3 separate regions of the Mus musculus genome follow, and all the other regions are linked to region 3. A link is a contact called in public promoter capture Hi-C data. All regions are on one chromosome and are shown on one strand. Each heading gives the region's core, a stretch centred on a gene start, on an enhancer-like site or on the middle of the called end of the contact. The rest is flanking DNA. Distances are from core to core; before and after follow the strand shown. Region 1 holds the start of Arg1 (arginase, liver). Region 2 holds the start of Tbpl1 (TATA box binding protein-like 1). Region 3 holds the start of Vnn3 (vanin 3).

What was found. Promoter capture Hi-C pulls out the DNA fragments that hold promoters and counts their contacts.
Region 1: a promoter capture Hi-C map of liver shows a contact between it and region 3, with 2.8 times the contacts expected there. The contact joins the promoter of Arg1 here to the promoter of Vnn3 in region 3. A contact is called at or near these places in 2 of 39 promoter capture datasets (both in liver).
Region 2: a promoter capture Hi-C map of stem cell-derived epiblast-like cells shows a contact between it and region 3, with 7 times the contacts expected there. The contact joins the promoter of Tbpl1 here to the promoter of Vnn3 in region 3. A contact is called at or near these places in 10 of 39 promoter capture datasets (the 3T3-L1 cell line, 3T3-L1-derived adipocytes, embryonic stem cells and 4 more) and 1 of 115 datasets of contacts at active chromatin or transcription factors (pancreatic cancer cells).

Annotation. Positions count from the first base shown.
Region 1 is chr10:24,926,148-24,929,335 of GRCm38.p6, forward strand. It overlaps Arg1 (arginase, liver), which reads right to left and starts at 1,323. Exons shown (of 8, transcript NM_007482.3): 1 at 1,165-1,323. The coding sequence starts at 1,221. It overlaps Gm40616 (a long non-coding RNA gene), which reads left to right. Exons shown (of 4, transcript XR_001779741.2): 3 at 815-1,626.
Region 2 is chr10:22,729,864-22,732,840 of GRCm38.p6, forward strand. Tbpl1 (TATA box binding protein-like 1) reads right to left here and starts at 1,584. Exons shown (of 7, transcript NM_011603.5): 1 at 1,253-1,584.
Region 3 is chr10:23,850,184-23,853,513 of GRCm38.p6, forward strand. It overlaps Vnn3 (vanin 3), which reads left to right and starts at 1,279. Exons shown (of 7, transcript NM_011979.2): 1 at 1,279-1,613; 2 at 1,724-1,854. The coding sequence starts at 1,401.

The DNA of each region.
Region 1 (3,188 bases), core at 73-2,572, 1.1 Mb after region 3:
CACCTGCCTCTGCCTCCCGAGTGCTAGGATTAAAGGCGTGCGCCACCACGCCCGGCCATATTGTGGTTTTAAAGGCATCATGAATCAACAAAATACCCCCATATTCTAGTGTTCTGGGAGAGCTCTGTGGAGATTTTTCCATAGAAGGTGAAATGCTATTACTGATACCAAATACAGTCTGGGTCTCCAACCTTCCACAATTTGTATAGTGAAGAGGGTGTGTGTGTGGGGGGGGGCGGGGGGCAGATTATATCTTTAGGTTCCACAGTTTAAAAGGCTAAAGGCTGCCTGAGTCTAAAAGCCAAGAGAAAGACCCCACGTAAAACAAAAGGACCCAGGAGTCACACACCACCTTGCTTGGCTTGGATTCCCCCCGTCCTTTTTAAACACAGAGAGTTGGAGCCTAAGGCATCCTGCTATCTCATTCTAATTAGCAGCCTGAGCGTATCCACGCAGACGGGGAATGAGGAGCGCATTTAGGCAGTGCTGACATGCGTGAGTCACTTAGGCGGGCTAGGCAGAGATTTATGGATCCATTAGTCGTGCAGACCTGATGTATTGTTTTATTTGTTCTCCTTAAAGAGAGATGTAAACCCCCCACCTCCCCCCCCATCTCCCCCCCCCAACTAATACTCAAAATCATTAAGCTCAAAATACCATGAATTCTTCGCAAACTTGCAAAAGCTCTATTATTTAAGTTATCCAAATTAAAACAAGCCTAAAGGCTACCTACCACCACCCATTACATTTTTCTAAGCATGAATTACGTAACCAGACTAATGTGTTTTCTTACAATCTCTCACTCCATACTCAGAAAACATCAAAAGCACCAAGAGCCACCGTAACTATGAGAGAAACTGCAGCCCAGACACAGGTGATCTACATCCAGAGGGTTTTTCTTCAAGCTTTGTAGTGACTCTTTGTCTTGAAATGGACTTTGGCAGGATCCAAAAGTCGGCAAGCATACTATGCCACACAGTGGTGAAGAGACTTGAGCTCTAGCACCTGGAGCCCAGATGGTGCTGGGAAGCTTGTAGCCCCAAGGCAACGCCTGTTAAGTGTTAAGAATGTAACATTTCCAGCTTGCAGCTAGACCACGATGCCTGGCAAGTGTTAAAATGTAACACTTCCCAATAAATTCCAGTCATTCAAAGCCAAACTCACCTGTCCTTTTGAGAAAGGCGCTCCGATAATCTCTAAGGACTTTGGCTTGGAGCTCATGCTCTCTCTGGGTTCCAGCGGCTGCTGCTGCTGCATGTGCTCGGGCTGTCCAGCTCCTCTCCACCGGCCGTAACCCTAAAAGACAGAGGGCACATCTTTTTCCCCCCTTATAATCAGGTTGGATCTGTTTATCCAACAACTGGCTCCGCCCACCGAATGGAAGAATGACAGAGTCAACAGAACCTCCCCATCAGAGGAACTACCATTCTTCCCTCTGAGCATTATTCATCCGTCCAGTTCACACCCTTTTGAAAAAGCCAGCTGGATGACATTAATCTCTCCTCAGACAATTGACAATTATGTGTGATTTCATAACCTCATGTGAAGTGCTAGGCTTCCGGCCTGGGCACCTCAGGGCAGGGTGCTCACCTTTTCCAGGATTTAAGTCCACTGGGGACTTGCAAGGTGAGGCTAAAACAGCAAGTGGGGGGGGGGGGTGAGGGGGTGGGGGGGGTGTCTCTTACTTCCCTCCTGTTGAGCATCCTGAGTCAAGGCTTCAAGTTCTGGGGAAAGTGAGACACATTTCATGTGTCACCAGGTTACACTGTCTAGGAAAGCATGGGGCTGGTTTTTGTTTTATATTGTTGTTGTTGTTATTATTATTATTATTTACAGGAAGGCATCATTTATTTCCCTGACAACCCAAAGCAGTTCTATTTTTGAAATACAGTCTCCAGGAAAATCTCATTTTTGGAATCATGATATCCCAAGATAGGGAAAGCAAACTAGCTAATATGAGTTGTCTTTGTCGTGTGCCAAGTGCTATTCTAGTTAATGTTCTTTCGCTTCCTGTTTCCTCTTTAAACTAACTTCAGACTGAGAATCATTCTTATGCTGTTTTGCCCAGGAAGAGACTGCAGCTTGGTGAGGTTGCTAGTCACATACAGGTTGCAGAAGAATCGAAACGGAGCAATGGGCATTCTGCACCCGCCGAGCTGCCGCGATTCTAATCTACACACCAGCAGAGTGTCAGCAGGGCCCCCTGAGATCTAGGGCAGATGAGAGAGGCCAGCCGGTAACACCAAGCCCGATGACCCGAGTTTGACCCGAAGAACCCATTTGGTGCAAGGAAAGAGTCAACTCCTCCAAGTTGATCTCTGACCTCCACGTGGGTGATGTGGTCCGGTCCCTGTGTAAAGCCACCCCCAACACTAAAGAAATATTTTTAAAAGTATTAATTTAGAAGAAACACAACCAAGTATTCTCCCAGTTACAAAGTTACATGATTATAATTTTAAAAAGAAAACCCACATGTCAGAAGTAAATTTCTTTAACCTTGTGAGGACAAAAAGCACCCAGAATTTTAATACCTCAAGAAAGATTCTGTTCCCTCTACCATCAGTACATAGAATCGTTCAGTACAAAATAAACATTGACTTATTGATTGAATAAATGTATTGCATTTATTGAATGAATAAATCAAGAAGCCAAAGTCCCTCAGGACCATTTTGATACCTCCTTTTCAAATATATTTTTCATCTTACTATGTTTTTCTGATATACGGTTATAGATTTTTTTAAAAAATTGATTTATGTAAGATAGAATTTTCCTATATATTTGAAGCTAGCTAGGAATTTAAGTTTTACCTGCTCCCAGATCCCAAATGTGCACCTCTACATTTTTGTTTGCTTTTTGGAGACATGTTTTCTTTGTGTGGCTCTGGCTACCCTAGAACTAGCCCTATAGACCAGGCTAACCTTGAACTCACAGATAGCAATCTGTCACTGCCTCCTGAGTGCTGGGATTAAAGGTGTGTGATACCACCACCTGTCAATACCTCTACATTTTCTTCTATTTAATTTAAACTTTCTCTTTCTTTGGGCCTCTTGGTGCTGGCCCACAAATTCCAGCTATTTGAGAGGATGAGGCAGGGGGATTATAGGTTCAACACCTGCTGGGGTTATAGGGTTAGTTCAAAGGTCAACACAGAACCTGCCCCAAAGGTAAAAAGAAAAGAAGAAAAATGC
Region 2 (2,977 bases), core at 334-2,833, 1.1 Mb before region 3:
ATGAAAAGCCTTGCTCCTACTGACCATAAAAATGTTATCACCGTAGAACGTAACCTTTCCGGACCACAGACATACTTCACTTACTGATGGGAAGTTCAGTTTTGTTTTGTTTTTTGAGACACGTACTATTATACCCCTAAGCAGGCCTTGGACTCACGTTCTCCTGCCTCAGCCTCCCAGAGGCTGGGATCCCAGGCATGTGCCACCACACCCAACCTAATATGGTTTAGCAAAGTATAAAACCAGTGGTCTGTGATGCAAGGCTTTAGAACACAAACTGATGAATATTTCACGGGGCGTATCCAAACCCTAAATAATTCTTTCAATCAGACAGTGCTAAAAGTCACTTCTTGATTTGAACGGACTGCTGTTTTCTCAAACTTGGAAAGAGACTGCAAATTCTAGCCAGAAGATTGAATGCCCTCCTTATTTACATTTCCCTTTTTCAATTACCTAAGGGAATCTGTTATGGCTTCACACACAAGTCGCAATTCTAAGCCATTCTTCTTAACCACAAGTATGCCAAGCTCACACTAGTCACTGCCAGTCTCGCTCTGCAGGTGACAGATGCAGTAAAGCTCACAGATGTGGACTGGCTGCAGCTTGACACTCGGTGCAATGTACACCCTGGCAGAGCCTGCAGATGCACAGCTAGCTCAGCAAAGGGAGTGTTTTCTATTTCAGTCATTTCCCATTTTATATACTTCTAGGACCCGTCCAGACGATTATGAAGCGATTACCGCCCCCCACCTTCCCACCTCTCATCCCTGCTCAACCCTATTCACAATTCATTTCTATCTTCCCGCGTTCCAGATCCTTCTTGCCGAAGCTTAATTCGGCCACTACTATTATTATAGAGTGGGGCTCCCGGCAAGTGCCAGAAGCGAGAGGCGCCGGCGCCGCTATTTAGGGGAGCCTTCGCGCAGCTGCTCCAAGTTTTCCGAGAAGCCACCGACCCCTCGCTTAGTGTCACGGTCCCTCTTTCCCCCGGGAGCGGGCTCCAGAACCCGGTCCATCCCTGCCCGCCTTCCACCGCGAGGCAGGCGCGCCCCACCCCCACCCCGTTATCCCTACTGGGATGCCCGAGCCGCTTGGCCCGTCCTCTCCACTAGCCGGTGGCCCGCGGCGCTCCCGTGCTCGGGTCCCCGCCTCGCACAGCTTCCCCGCAGCCCAACCGGCGCGGAGACGCCCCGCGGCAGCTCCAGGCCCCGCGGGCCCCGCACCCCCATCCCCGGACCGCCGACGGGGTTACCGTGGGAAGACGGGGCGGTCGTAAAGGACACGGCGGCAGCGCTGCTGCTGGTTGCGTCGGACGCGGAGAAGAAGCTGGAGGACAAGGATGAAGATAAAACGGGTCCGCTCCCCAGTCTCCATGGAACTCCCGCCCAGGCCCGTTGCTAGGAGCCCCCCAAGGCTCGAGCTCGGTTTCTCGCTTTGTTGTTCCGGGTACAGGGCGGCCGCCGCTTCCCCCGCGACAATAAATAGACTAGACGCACGGGGGCATAGAGGCGGCACGAGGCGGCTAGAGCGCCGCCGGACCCAGGAGCTCCGGGGATCCCGGCTAGCCACTCACTTCCGGTTCTCGCTGCTCCCCTCTCCGCCCCAACCCCTAGCTCCTTCCGCCTTCCCGAAGCCGCTGGCGAAGTCCTCCTCCTGCCCGCGGGCTGGGCGAGGCGGAAGTGGCCGGAGGGCGCTGGGTACCCGGGCTGCGCTTCCCTGAGCTCGCCCGCCCGGGGTGGATTTGAAGCCCCCGGTTTATTTTCCAGCTCCTCGTTGGCGAGCAGCATGACACAAATGGGCTTTCATTTTCCTGTAAACCAGAACTGTGCCTGGCACCCAACCGCCTGTACCGACGAGCTCAGCTAGCAGCCACTGGGCCCTTAGTCGTGACCCCGGGGTGACGGGGATCCCGGCCTTACTCATCGAGGGCCCCCGGCGGCGTGGCGGGAGCAACAGGGCTAGCAGGACGCTGGCGACGCACACTCGCTGGCTTGAACGGCCGCACCGGGCGGAGTGCGCCCTCGGGATGGCTTGGGCCGTGCTGCCCGAGGAGCGAGGCTCATAACGGCCGGAGCGCAGCCGCCCGCGCGACCCAGCTCTTGCCCTTGTGGGCTCGCTCTGGCCGGTGGTGGAGGCCAGCGGGTTAAAGGTCACGTGAGCCGTTTCCTTAGGTGGCTTGGCCTCTGACTGGAGCCACTTGGCCTTTTGAGAATGACTTAGACTGTCATCACAGGGTTTAGACGTGCACACCTAGTAGGGAAGTTTAAGTATTTGAGGGATAGCCAAGGATGCCTCTTTATCTCTCCTCCCTACTCTTAAAGTGTGAAAACGCGCGCACAACACACACACACACACACACACACACACACAGCGCACTCGAACGTTTTAAAGCCCTGAAGGACAGATTTGCTTCAGTTCTCACTTTTATTTATTTATTTTTTTGAGCAATATTAAATAGGTGTACTTTGTGTGGGATAGGACGAACAAGAAGCTGGGTGAGAAAGTCATGCCTATGGTGACTGATTTTGACAGATTTAGAAGGGATGGCCCTGAGAGGAGAGGAAAAGAGGATGTTGTGGTCTGGCTACACTGGGGCTGGCTACACTGGGGCGTGGAGGTGTTAATAGGAATAGGGCATGGCGAGTATAGCTAGGAGAAAGTGACAAGATAAAGTTGGAGGGGAACGAAGACCCAAACTCATCTGCACCTTGCAGACAGGAGTTTGGATTCTCTCCCAAATGGAGAGCAACGGGGTATGGTTTAAAAAACAACAACAAAAAAAAAAAAAACAAAAAAAAAACAAAAAACAAAAAACCGATAACCAGAAAAAGCTCTATTTTTAGGGGCTACTGCCCTGTTTAGAAGGCAATTTTACAACAATGGCGACTGATTCTAAGGTCTTTGATACTTTCCTTCAGGCAGCCCAGCAGGATACCTGGAAAGTGCCCTCTACTTTGGGCTGCCTTTTGTTATAGCC
Region 3 (3,330 bases), core at 29-2,528:
GCCCACCCCCAGCCCTTACTCTGCCTCCTGCACATCAAGTCTCTGCAGGGCTAGGTGCATCCTCTCTCACTGAGGCCAGATAAGGCAGCCCAGTTAGGGAAACAGGATCCAAAGGCAGGCAGACAAGGCAGGCAGGCAGACAGCTGAGTTAGAGACAGTCCTCTCTTCTGTTGGAGGACCTGCATAATGACCAAGCTACAGATCTGCTACATACGTGCAGGGACCTAGGTAGGTCCAGCTTATGCTTGCTCTTTGGTTGGTGATTCAGTCTCTGGGAGCCCCCAAGGGTCCAGGTTAGTTGACTCTGTTGGTTTTCCTGTGGAGTCCTTGTTCTCTTCAGGTCCCTCAATCCTTCCCACAGCTCTTCCATAAGGCTCCCCAAGCTCCATCTAATGTTTGATATGAGTCTTGCATCTCATTCCATTGGCTGCTGGGTGGAGCCTCTCAGAGGAAAGTTATTCTAGGCTCCTGTCCTAGAGACTCCTTCCCCCTACCATCAACTATGGAAAACCTGGACTCATTTGGACCTGATATATATATATATATATATATATATATATATATATATATATATATATATATATATATAGAGAGAGAGAGAGAGAGAGAGAGAGAGAGAGAGAAGAGGTGTGAGAATGGGGGTTGGATTTGTGTGTTTGACTAAAACACATTATAGACCTGTATGAAATTCTCAAATGAAACAAAGGATGGCTGGAGAAATGGTTTAGTAGTTAGGAACACTTGTTCTTTCAGAAGACCTGGATTTGTTTCTCAGTATCCTTGTCACCACCAATACTCATAACCCCTGAAACTCCAATTCCACGGGGAAATCTGACACCGTCTTCTGACCTTCCTGGATTGACCTGACCAGTCATGGACTTGGTACAGATACACACATAGAGGCAAAATACCCATACAAATAAAACAAAACAAATCTAATTAAAATAAAACCCTCAGGCTTTTCTTAGACTGTTTTGTCCCTATTGCAGCCATAAGTATAAATCCTCAACAAATTGTTGATGTGATAGCTGTCTTCTAGAACACCACAGTATTTACTGTACTAATGGGAATATTGGTGTGCTAGTAAAATACCTTTAATTTAAAAATACACCAATTAAGAACTTGACCAGTACGTTTAGTATGGACTCAACTGGTTGGTTCAGTGATTTCCCTTTTAGAGATGAGTTGGCCTCTGAGCAATGTCAACAATTGCTGCAAACCCATGCTCATGCAATTCTGAACTTCTGCCAATCTTGCATAACCCTGTTCCTCAATGCCGTGTTCCATAATATATTCACAGGCAGCTGGCTGGCATCACGACTTGCGTCTGAATATTTTTTTTTCCCACTGAGATACAGTAGAAGAACCTTCTGATTTTCAGAGATCACTCTATTTTAATTATGGCTTCATTACATTTTCCTCAATGGGCAGTGAGTTTTGTCTTCTTTGCCCAGGCTGTGGGTTCAATGGACACTTTTATTGCTGCTGTGTATGAACATGCTGTTATACTGCCAAACAAAACTGAAAGTCCTGTTTCCACTGAAGAGGCTTTGCTCCTGATAAACAAGAACATAGACATTTTGGAGAGTGCAATCAAGCTGGCAGCCAGACAGGTAACACTCTTTTGTTCATGTCTGAGATGGGATATTGATTGCAGCTGGACAAGAATGTAGATATTTAAAAATGATGAGGAAACTTTTCTTTCCATGTCTGTTTTGAGCAGGGTGCACATATCATTGTGACGCCAGAAGATGGAATCTATGGTTGGATCTTCACCAGGGAGACCATTTACCCCTACCTAGAGGATATACCAGACCCTGAAGTGAACTGGATTCCCTGTAGAGACCCTAGGAGGTAACATCATGCCAAAGAGTAAATGACTCTGTCAACAAAGAGTTAACGATGAGATAGAGCAGTAATGTCACCAGGCTTGACTTGTTATTTTTTTCTGATGATTAGACAGTCTGTGGCACTGGCCTAATGCTTCATAGTGTCTGCTACTCACTGTGCCTTCATGTGGCAAATATCTTTGGCTAAGAATACTTGATTCATTACGACAACAGTTCTCTTTAAAATCTAGCATGTGAACTGTTCCCCACAAGTATGTTTAACTAAGTTTCAGCCAAGTGAGAATGGTACTTCTGGAACTTGAGCTCTCAAGTGCAAGTCAGTGGGTTCGCCCAGGAGCCTTCACAAGAAGAGTGAAATGATTAAGGAGCCTGTGTGCCTTGCCTTTTCCTTTGCCTTTGCCTTTTCCATTTCCTTTTCCTTTTCCTTTTCCTTTTCCTTTTCCTTTTTCTTTTCCAGTCACTGTTTCTAAGGTCCAGAGACACATTAAAACAACTACCTATGACTGTCTGTAAAGACATGGATACAGACAGATGGACAGACAGAGCGATAGAGACAGAGAGACACAGAGACAGAGAGATAAGAGATAGACAGAGACAGAGAAACAGAGACAGGCAGGCAGGGGCGAGAGGGAGAAAGGGAAGAGAGCGAGAAGGGGGTGAGTATCACGGCTGAAGGAAGTCCAACTGGAAACTGTTGAAAAATCTAAGGCCAGCTTTTAGATAATATAAATATACCACCTGAGAGTCTACAGGAAGACACTGGTTAGGCTTGTGAGTGGATCCATAGGGGAGAACACTGGGGAAACTGTGAACGGTTCCCAAGCTAACCCTTCCAGAGCCTGTGTTGCTAACACCGTGCCGTCACCTTGGTTCCACAGTAGTCAGTAAGGTGCATGGGAGTTTCAGGGGGCTTGAACAGGAAGCTTCCTTTCTGAGTCCACATCTTACTACCTCCCAGCTGAGTGGATGGGTACACAGCACAAATGTTTCTCTGTCTATAATATGAGTGCAATGAAATTCCATCCCTACTTTCCTTATAGAATAGACAAGAATGTCAAACAAAATGGTGTGTGTGACCCTTTACCCTGCAGTGTTCTTTTTAACATCTCAGGTCACAACGACTTCTTTTTGGTAGAAGAAAACATGTGTAAACTACTACAAACTTTTTTAATAGAGATTTTAGAAATTATTAATAAGTGTGGTTTGAGCATAACTTCCTTAAAATATATATTTAATTAAGAAATTATGTTTATTAATTTAAATGAAGATGAGATAGATTTGTTGGTGTCCTTACCTTTTAGCATAGTTCACAGGTGATTTTTTTTTAAGTAGGGAAATTTTAAAACTGCTTTCAGTTGCCAACTTTATATCTGCATGCACCCGTTCAGACTCATATCTATTGCCTTCAAGGCAGTGGTTCTCAATCCATGGGTTGTGATCCCTTTGCGTCAAACACTTTAACAAGGGTCATGTAAGACCA